Regions from separate parts of the Zea mays genome. Here region 2 is linked to region 1. Evidence: chromatin contacts called from public Hi-C data. All regions are on one chromosome and are shown on one strand. The core of a region is the stretch at or near the end of the contact, and the rest is flanking DNA. Distances in the headings are between cores, read along the strand shown.

Region 1 (4,864 bases), core at 636-3,135:
AATTACAAATTGTATTGTAAATAGCTTCGTGAGATGTGCATAAAACAATTCATACTTCATCTAGAGTTCTATTCAGATGTACAGCAAGTTGCAAACTACTTCTGTTCTGTTGTCATAGTTCATTGGAACTGCTAAAGTAGTCATCTCAAAATGTATTCAAGATTGTTTTCTAATGCCCACACCTCCATTATTTATATCTTAGAAACAGCATTTTCCTGATGTTCTTATCTATCAAACTACAATGTGCTGGGTTGTATTACTCTTATACTTTTATGTTCAGTTCAGTTAAATACTACAGTTGGTTTAAGAAAACAGCCAAGAATGCAGAAGTTTTGATGTCATAATTTGTTTCGTGGTTATGTCAAGCACAAAGTCCAACCTATTATATTCCACAATATTTTTGTCATGGTCAAGAAGAGAGCACACTGGACAGTCTTCTATTTCTGCCAGTGTCCATCCATTTCATAGCTTGAATATAATTGGAAAAGAAAATTGATTTTTGATTCATGCACGCAGTGCATAATCATAAGTATGGCTCATGTGAACTCATAAACTGCTAACCCCGTTGTCACATTGTGGTCAGAAATAAAGGAAATCGGTTTTACCTGACTCTAAGGTATCTGCAGAGCCAATCCCAGAAACCCATCAGTTGAATCCCCGTCAGAAGACTAGAGCCACCCTCTCTGCCATTTATCCGAACAAGGTGACCAAACCCATTGTCATGTACAATACCATGCAGCAAGTGACGTGGATTATCCAACTGCCTATAGTCCCAATCTTCCGGATCATCAGAGGAGATCACATATTTGCATGTCGGGCACCTGATTATCAATGATAAAAATGATCAGTGCTTCTAGAAGCTTGCCTTGATGGAAATGCACATACACATTAAATCAAATAATTTCTTGTTACAGTACTATCTTCTTCACTATTTAAGTTATTGTTGTGAGAGGTTTGATTTTTACTACACTATAGTAGCAATTGTTAATTTTACAAGTAGATCAGCTTACCGTGTTGCAAACAACTGGGCCATAAGCCCACAATGCTTGCAGTTCTAGGGGCTTGCCTAAATGGAAATGCACATGCGCATTGAATCAAACAATTTCTTGTTACGGTACTGTCTTCTTCACTATTTGGGTTATTGTTGTGAGCGATTTGATTTTTATTACACTATAGTAGCAATTCCTAATTTTACAAGTAGATCAGCTTACCGTGTTCCAAACGACTGGGCCATAAGACCACAATGGTCACAATGCTTGCAGGTTTTGTATTCATTCCGAATTATGAAATGGTACCTCCTTCCACAAACAGGGTGTCTACTCCAGCCTATTAAATTGTAAAAGAAAAGGCGATGGTATTGAGATTCTCCGGCCATAACAATCATCATCTCGTTTGATAGAATTTGCTTACCGATTGGCATCTGTAGAAGAAAAAATGTATACACATGTTCAGACGAACACACAGAAGCAGGCCGAGCAGGTTAATGAGGAGTCAGGCTGTCAAGTCTACTAAATTAATTTAGTATAATAACCAGATGCCCTAACCAAGCATATTCATAAGAGATCTAAACGTGTCCCTCCACCCCTACTGGTTTTAATAGTCCACTGATATGAAAAAACAGCTCTGCAAAAATGAACACACTACTGCGGCTGATATGACTATGGAAGGGTCAGCAAACAATACGAGTCACTCACCGGCGACGGTACAGTGATCGCAGTAGATCCGCTCGATCCCAGTTTTAGCGACGTCCTCTTCCACCACCTCCATCACCACGACCACCCCGTTCCCGACTCCAAAGGCTACCTGCCACGCGCCGTCCGCCGGCACCGCGGATCCAGCCAGGAACGACCGTACACAGTCGCGAAACGCACCACGCGGCGGCAGCCCCTCTCCGGCGGCCGGGAACGACAGCAGGACCAGCGGGCGCGGCCCCTCTCCGGCGGCCGGGAACGACCGCAGCTCCAGAGGGCGCGGCACCGCCGTCACCCGAACACGCTTCGAGCGCCCGTTTATCACGGCCATGACCGACGGGATCCTGTTACGGCCTGGGAGGGCGGTCAGATCCGATCGGGTTTGAGAGGACAAACGGCTGGCGTTTGAATCCCGAGAGGGGCCGCGCGGGCGGGATAGGATTATGGGAAGCGCGGGTAGTCAGGACGATTTGGAATTTTGAGCGGCAGAAGTTCGCGCGGTTTGGAATTTGGATCCGTAGTGGAGAATTGGAGGCGGGCGTGTATTTATACCCGGGTCCGGGTGGAGTCGGTTTGTGGCGAGAGATTGACGAGTCTGTCCCTGCTGCCTGCTGGGTCCAGGAGTCGCACGCGTACACGTCTGATATTGATAGCGGCGTGAGCGGGACGGTTGAGATGGAAAGTTTTCGGAAGGTTGAGTTCAATTTGGGAAGTCATACATAAACAAAGTCGCTGGGATAGAAATTGGGAGGGGTGGGGCTGGGCTGGTTTCCGATGGGCCGTGAACGTGAGGTTAGAATAGCAGAGGGATGCCGTTGTATACTTGTATAGCTGGGCCAGACCGTACGCAACAAATAGTCCATGCCACCTTCTTTAAATCAGATATTGTGTGAGTTCGATTCTCTCCCTAATCAGAAAACTAAAATTTTCGACTTCTCTAACAACCACTCAAATTGTTTTTACTGAACAGGTGGTTTTGATTGACATGCGCTAGGCTAGCCGTTGTACACGACACTACAGCGGGGGTCTTGACATTTTAGGGATCTGAGACCAGATTTAAATAAAGGTATTTTTAATTATTTTTAATACATAAATGTTATTATTATAAACACTCAAGATATATATAAACTATTTATATCAAATAATAAATAAGTAAAAATATATGGCCCTGTTTGGGAGAGCTTCACTTCAAGAATTTCAATTTTATTCTAACTTCTTCCACCCAAACAGGTCCAGCTCCACGAGCTTTAGTTTTAAAAAAAATCGAAACTAGAGGCCCGTTTCATAAAATTCATGAAGCTTCTTAGAGGGTGCTTCAAAAACACTGTTTTTATATCTCCTCGTGAAGGTGTGCGAAAATTACCCACCATGCCACTGGTTACGCAACATACAAGTTCCGTTCTCTCTGGCGACAACCCACTAATCATCAAGGATAATCAAGGAAACCCACACAAATCAATTGTACTATAGAAGTTGGAGCCCATATACAAACCAAACGCTCCTGGAACTCACCTTAACAATTTGCTGGAGCTGTTTTATAGTGAAACTGGAAAACCAAAGCTGAAGTTTTTGAAGCAAAGCTCTCAAACAGGCCCTATATTGTATGGTATTACTTTAAAGTATCTTTTAACATGTTTAGATGTGAGTGAGATGTGGGTATATCGTGGTTATCAATTCTTTGGCACTTTGATGCGAGACTATTGGACCATATATTGATAGTTTGACTAGTAAATGTACACAAAAGTTAAAAGTGTGGGTCATTTGGCTCAAATCTTCTAGGTTGTGAAGGATGACGATGATGCTCCCATATTTTTTAAATGGTTATTTCATACTCCAATATTTTTTATCTCTTCACAAAAAAGTTATGGAACATATTGGTTTCTCTTTCTCATATGTTTTTAAGTCTAGAACAAAGTTATAAACATTTTAAGGATGTTTTTCTAGATATATATACATATATATAAGTTTTTTGCTCGTGTCGTGCTTGGCCCCGCACGGCACGATCATCGGCCTACCGTGCTTCAGGCCGAGTCGGACCGGGCCTAACTTTTAGCATCTAGGCACGGCACGACCCAGCCCAAAATTATTTTGTGTCGTGCTGGCTCAAAAAAAGTTATCTCGAAGCACGATCGGGCGGGGCCAGGCCGGCATAGCACGACCCAACTTTCAACTCTAATGGTGGACCAAGGAGCGATGAATGATTAGGAAAACAAAGGGGGGAAAGTTGCAGTGTGAAAGTTTGTTTCTCGACATATTATTGTAGTCGTAGGATATGGAAACTAATTTCGAAGCTTTTTGTAGATAATTCTTTCCACAATGCAGTGAGGAAGCAAATCGTGCTATTATGCCCTTGGAATGTGGCAAACCTGGCAGAAGAATCCATAGAATCATCAGTCAGTGCTAGGGTCGCTAATTCTTAAACTTTGCTCTTGATTCTTTGATAGAGTGATTCCAGTGTTCCACAATGTAGTGAGGAAGCAAATCGTGCTATTATGCCCTTGGAATGCGGCAAACCTGGCAGAAGAATCCATAGAATCATCAATCAGTGCTAGGGTCGCTAATTCTTAAACTTTGCTCTTGATTCTTTGATAGAGTGATTCCAGTGGATTTCCCGTTTGTTTTGTTGGAATTGAATTCCATTCTAATAATCATAATTAAGACACAAACTAATTAAGTTAATATATTTATATGTGCATTAGTTGTAGATTAGAAAAGTAGCATGTAAATCTATAGAATCAATTTTTATCTCTCACCACATAAATTTGAGATAGACTTATATATAAACTTTGGAAAGTTGTGGAATGCCACATTCTAAAAAATAGGTTACTCCATTAGTTAGATTCCAATTCTCAAAATGAAGGTAAACAAATGGGACCTTAAAGTAAAGGTTTGAGAACAGAAAGTTCCCCACCCTTTCTTCTTCGTGAATTGGGGCCTTCCGATGATCAACAAGTACATCCACCCACCCCACTTAACCAATTGTAACACCCTACATCCGAAAACTGCTTATAGCATAGCTAGCGTGGAATAGAATCGTATACATGTTGCACCATTTACACTTTTGTACTTATTCATACAAAAAAGGTTAATCTAAATGTGCTATGTTTGAAAAACAAGAATTATAAGCAAGCTTTTACCTTTCTACTATTACAAGGTGCTCCTACTTAATCCAT
Region 2 (4,864 bases), core at 835-3,334, 260 kb after region 1:
CACCATATCGGCGGCGTCGAGGCCGGTCTCCTCGGCCTCGATTCGGCGCGCGATCCGGTAGGTGCCCTGGATCTCGGCGCGCGGCATGCGGCCCAGCTTGAGCAGCTGCTCCAGCTTGTTCCGCCCCAGGGAGTGGCCCGTCATGACCATGGGCACGTTGAGCGCGCTGGCCAGGTGCGCCGCCGCCTCCGCCGCGTCCGCGTAGTGGCCGTGGACCACGTACGGCCACACCGGGGCGGCCGCGCCCGCGCCCGCGCCGGCGTCGGGCTGCTGCTGCTGCTGGTCCCCCAGCGCGCGCGCGACGTTGGTGACGTGCGCCAGCGCGCGGTCCACGAACTCGGGGATGTGCGGCCACAGGGACTCCTTGGGGAGGTACTTGTCGCGGGGCCCGCACGGGAGGCGCACGATGTAGGCCCCGCCGCCGCTGCCGTCGCCGTCGTCGGCCTGATGGGTGATCATCTCGACGGGCTCCCCGTAGGTCCAATCGACGTCCGGGCAGGAGATCTGGCGCGTGAGTAGGTCCACGCGGTGCACGCCGGCGGTCGCCGCCAGCGCCCGGGCCAGCTCCACCACATACTTCACCTGGACGTGAATGAAACGACGCAAGAAAAGGATGGCAAAGCGGCACAGGTAGTATAGCCTTCATTGGAAAAAAAAATCTTTTTTTTTGTTGGAACGGCTCTGTTCTTGGTGCCTAGGGGAAATTCGAGACGGACCTGCCCCCCGGTGTCAGCGTCACGGCCGAGCTCCATGTTCTCGCCACGGACGAGCCCGTGTATGCTGCAACGCAACAACAACAGCAACCAAATTATGGCGTCGTGTCAAGCAGCGAGTGATCCCCCGGAGCCGCCGGACAGCAACGGATCACATGGTTAATTAATACCTGATGAGCACGATGTAGAGGTTCCTGTCGTCCTTGCCGCCGTCCCCGCCCTCGTCGTCCGACACGATCCGGGCCTCGGACCCGATCCTGGCGATCCGGCCGTCGGGCGCCGCCACCGACACAGGCTGCTGGGCGGCGTCGGGGGCGCCGTCCTTCTCGCCATCGGAGAGCTCCTCGGCGGCCTCCCGGCTGCCCAGCTCCTGCTCCAGGCGCCGCTGCGCCAGCTGCCGCGCGTACTCCCGTTGCACCTGCTCGTGGTTATTGTACAAAAAGTGAAATACTAGTTCAGTACAGGGGGAGACGAGACGTGTCAATCAACAACGAAAAAGAAAACAGTTGACAATCGGAGACGCCAGGTGCCTGCCTGCCTGCCCTATGGGCCAGGATAACAACTGCGCGAAGCTGGAGATCATCTCTGTTTATTTTTTTTCGGAGGACAAACCACGCATGCAGACGAAGAACTTGAACGAGTCCGAAAAAAAAGCAGAGCAGGCGCGCCATGCGCGGACAGACAGACTGCACCTCCGCCGAACGAAAGCAGTAGCACCGTACCTGCTTCTTCTTCCTCGCGACGTGCCAGATCCTCCAGCACAGGTTCACCAGCCGGTTGCTCCGCTCCTGGCTGTTGCGCATCGCCACCACCTGCTTGCGACGAGAATCGGTCACCGCTGCTCATGAGGCGAGACGGACGGATCACCGGGGACAGGCGCGGCCTGCCGATCGGCTCGCCGCCAGCGTACGCGCGCTGTCTCTCTTTCCCTCTAGTATCTACGCACCTTGGTCCACGTCTTGTGGAGGTCGCGGTCGTCGAAGCGGCTCACCACCTCCTCCACGAAGTAGCGCGTCGGGCTGTACGCCGCGGCGCCCTGCTGGCCGCCGGCCTCCGCCAGCAGCCTCGGCAGCGCGGCCGTCAGCGAAGCCGCGCCGCCCTGCTGCTGCCACGGCCCGCGCAGCCTCGTGCCCGCGTCCAGGATCGCCTCCAGGTACCCGTTGATCCACTCGTTCCCCGCCGCCATGGTCGCCGCCTCTGCTCCTCCTCCTCCTCGCTGCCGCGGCGGCGGCGCCGGCCTCGACTCAAGTACAGCACAGAACGATTGCTGGTCGGGTTATATATGCATGTATTACCTGCAGCAGTTCAGCTCCTTCCTCCTTTGCTGCTGGCGTCCGTCGAGGAGTCCGCGCAGAGGAGAGAAAGCGGCCACCTATATATATATGCTATTATAGGGTCGAGGAGAGCATGTTGTTTCCCCCCAATTTTTAAACAGATATATAAATCGATACAAAATTCAAAAATTGAAAAAAAAAGATATAATAAACCTTTATTTCCATAGTGATATGGAATATTTCCTTTATTCCTTCCTTTGCGGTGCTTCGTTTTTTCACAGAAAAAATATAAGAATTCTATTATTGGTGGCCGTAGGATTCTTGGGTATTTATCTACCTATATTATCCCGGCGATGGGAGAGGAATAAAGCGAAAGAGATTTTCAGCGGCAGTGCCCATGCGGTGCGGTGACCGGCGATCGACTGCACCACAAGTGGCATGGGGGCGGCGGCGGCGTCGCCAGGGCAATGCAAATGCTAAGCTGCGTGCATGGCATTGGCACACGTTTCCACGGCACCTCACATATATGCCTCGAATATGCCCACCCTAATTATATCCTACGTACTACATAATTACAGAATTAGTAGGAACTGCTAAGCCGTGACACGTTTTTTGGTCGGCGGCCACGCCATGGACCTGCAGCACGCGGTAGTCCTTTTGCTACTGTAACTTGTAGGAGAAGGGGAAAAAAACCCTGTATCAAATTACTGGCAGCCGTAGCTGACTAGCTGTAGCCGAACATGCATCTTCTTCTCCCTGTCTCTTAATTAGGATCCGTTGAACGTTCTCTGATGTGTGTATATTACCATATATCATCTTAATTGTAACGTCTCGAGGACCATTCCGAAATTGACACGAAGGTACGTTGGGCACTGCTGTAGCTCCAACAACAGACGAGCTAGAAAAAATCATACTCCCCCCGTTCCGATAGTAGTTTTCGCTCCGACAAATAAATTTATGTGCGTGTTGTATGCTTCGAACGGTGTACGCGGTAGGCGTGAGATTTATACTAGTTCGACAAATAAATCGTCATACCAGGGGTTGGATCCCATATGGATTGTGATCCGTCGTCTTATTTCGTCGGCCTCAGAGGGTGGGGCTAACCCATGCTCATTGTCGGACGCAGGACGAAAATTCATAGGGGGACAAAAATACCACATGAGAGTCATGGTTTCCTAGTTCGCCAAGCCCGTCGACCGCAGGGGACAAGCCATATCGTTGCGACGAGCGAGATCTAGCTTGTCGAGCAGATCGACGTCACGATAAAAACAGGACAAGGGACGGAGGCACCAGGAAGAGGCGCAGTCGGGTGGCGTCGCATCGGGAATGGGTCGACGGCGGAAACGGGGCAGCGAGCAGACTGGTTTAGGTGGTGTCGGGAAGATTAGGGTCAGACTGATAGATGCAAGGACTGGACCGAGAGGATCCGACGAGCAGGCTCATAACATGGTTGTTTTACACTACAGGAAACTAGTTAAAGAACGTGGGTGACAAACCGTCGAACTTAATGTAATAAGCCGACAAACTTACAATAAGAACGTGGGTTTACCGACGAATATAGCCGACGACGATTTTTGGACGAACTTAGAAAAGTAAGCGTGGGTACCCACGTTCTTAACATTAAGAACGTGGGTACCGTCCAACTTAACGTTAAGAACATGTGTTTTTAAGTTCGACGGGGACCGTCGAATTTGCTGTCATAAGTTCGACGGTGCCCGCGTTCTTAATGGTTAAGTTCGTCGGGGCCACGTGGCCGACGAACAATTTACAATTTTGTAGGGTTTAGGGTTTAGAGCCCTACAAACATATCAACAATGAGATATATCAAGTACTCGAAAATTAGATGATAATACTATTACATACGTAGAAGAAAAGAAAATAAAACAAATTAAATACCTGGAACAACATAGAGGATGTATCCCCACCACCTGAACCCCTAGTCGACCGTGACCTCGAGGAGTCACCACAGTCTCCGCGCTTCTTCCCTTTGAGCTTGTCCATGACCCTCATCATCTGCACAAATTTCATAATTGAGTCCATATATATTAAGATTGAAATAGGAATGCATATACAAGAATTTAAATATATATACTTTTCAAAAATCATCGGCATCAGAATCTGCTTCAACAAAATTTTCAAGAATTCTCTGTGACTTACGAGTCCTTGCCCTAGAAGGACTTGGTTCTTCTGCCATCAAATCTATGGTGAGACTAGCTACTTAATTGAGCCCTAAATCCTCAGATATAGTAAATTCTCTATTTTCTGACAGATCGCCTTCTTCTTGATAAATATTAACAGAATCATCATCTTCGTTATTTGTGTTATAATAATCATATCGTAACGGATGGACTTTAGGATTAATTTTATATACAACCCAACAAGACTTCAAGTTCTCATGAGGATATGTTAGATAGTACACCTGTTGCGCTTGATGTGCAAGCACAACATTGCTATACTCGCTGCCTTTAAACCGTGATTCATGCTTTACCTCCACAATTCCAAATTCATCCTCTCGCGTTTGTTGAGGATCAAACCATTCACAATCAAATAACACAAACATGAACTCTTTGGCCCCACCAAGAGTGTACTCAGTTATGTCTTGAAGAACACCATAATAGTCATGAGTGCCTCCGTCTGCATTTGAGGCAGTTGCTACTACTCCACTTTTTGTCGTGGCTGCCTGCGGGCGGATTTTTTCTAATTTTGATGTTCGAAAACGATATCCATTAATATCATAGCGGCTATATTTTCTTGCTTTCAACTGACCATGTGATATCTATCGCAAATCATCCGAGACTAGAGAGTCAAGTTTCTTACACTACATAGAGCAGAAAAAAAGATATAGTTAAATAGCAAGTCGTATGTGCAAACTAAGTA

Evidence for each region. Hi-C and Micro-C count contacts between places; a contact is called where the count stands out from the background.
Region 2: a contact with region 1 is called in a Hi-C map of ear, with 2.5 times the contacts expected there. The contact joins the promoter of LOC100501516 here to the promoter of LOC100304316 in region 1. A contact is called at or near these places in 2 of 25 Hi-C or Micro-C datasets (ear and endosperm).

The regions. Positions count from the first base shown.
Region 1 is chr4:11,283,593-11,288,456 of Zm-B73-REFERENCE-NAM-5.0, forward strand. LOC100304316 (PHD finger protein) reads right to left here and starts at 1,886. Exons shown (of 6, transcript NM_001165758.1): 1 at 1,695-1,886; 2 at 1,411-1,505; 3 at 1,212-1,326; 4 at 606-821. The coding sequence starts at 1,420.
Region 2 is chr4:11,544,607-11,549,470 of Zm-B73-REFERENCE-NAM-5.0, forward strand. LOC100501516 (probable sucrose-phosphate synthase 5) reads right to left here and starts at 2,085. Exons shown (of 11, transcript XM_008679801.1): 1 at 1,660-2,085; 2 at 1,436-1,525; 3 at 884-1,131; 4 at 717-780; 5 at 1-582. The coding sequence starts at 1,899.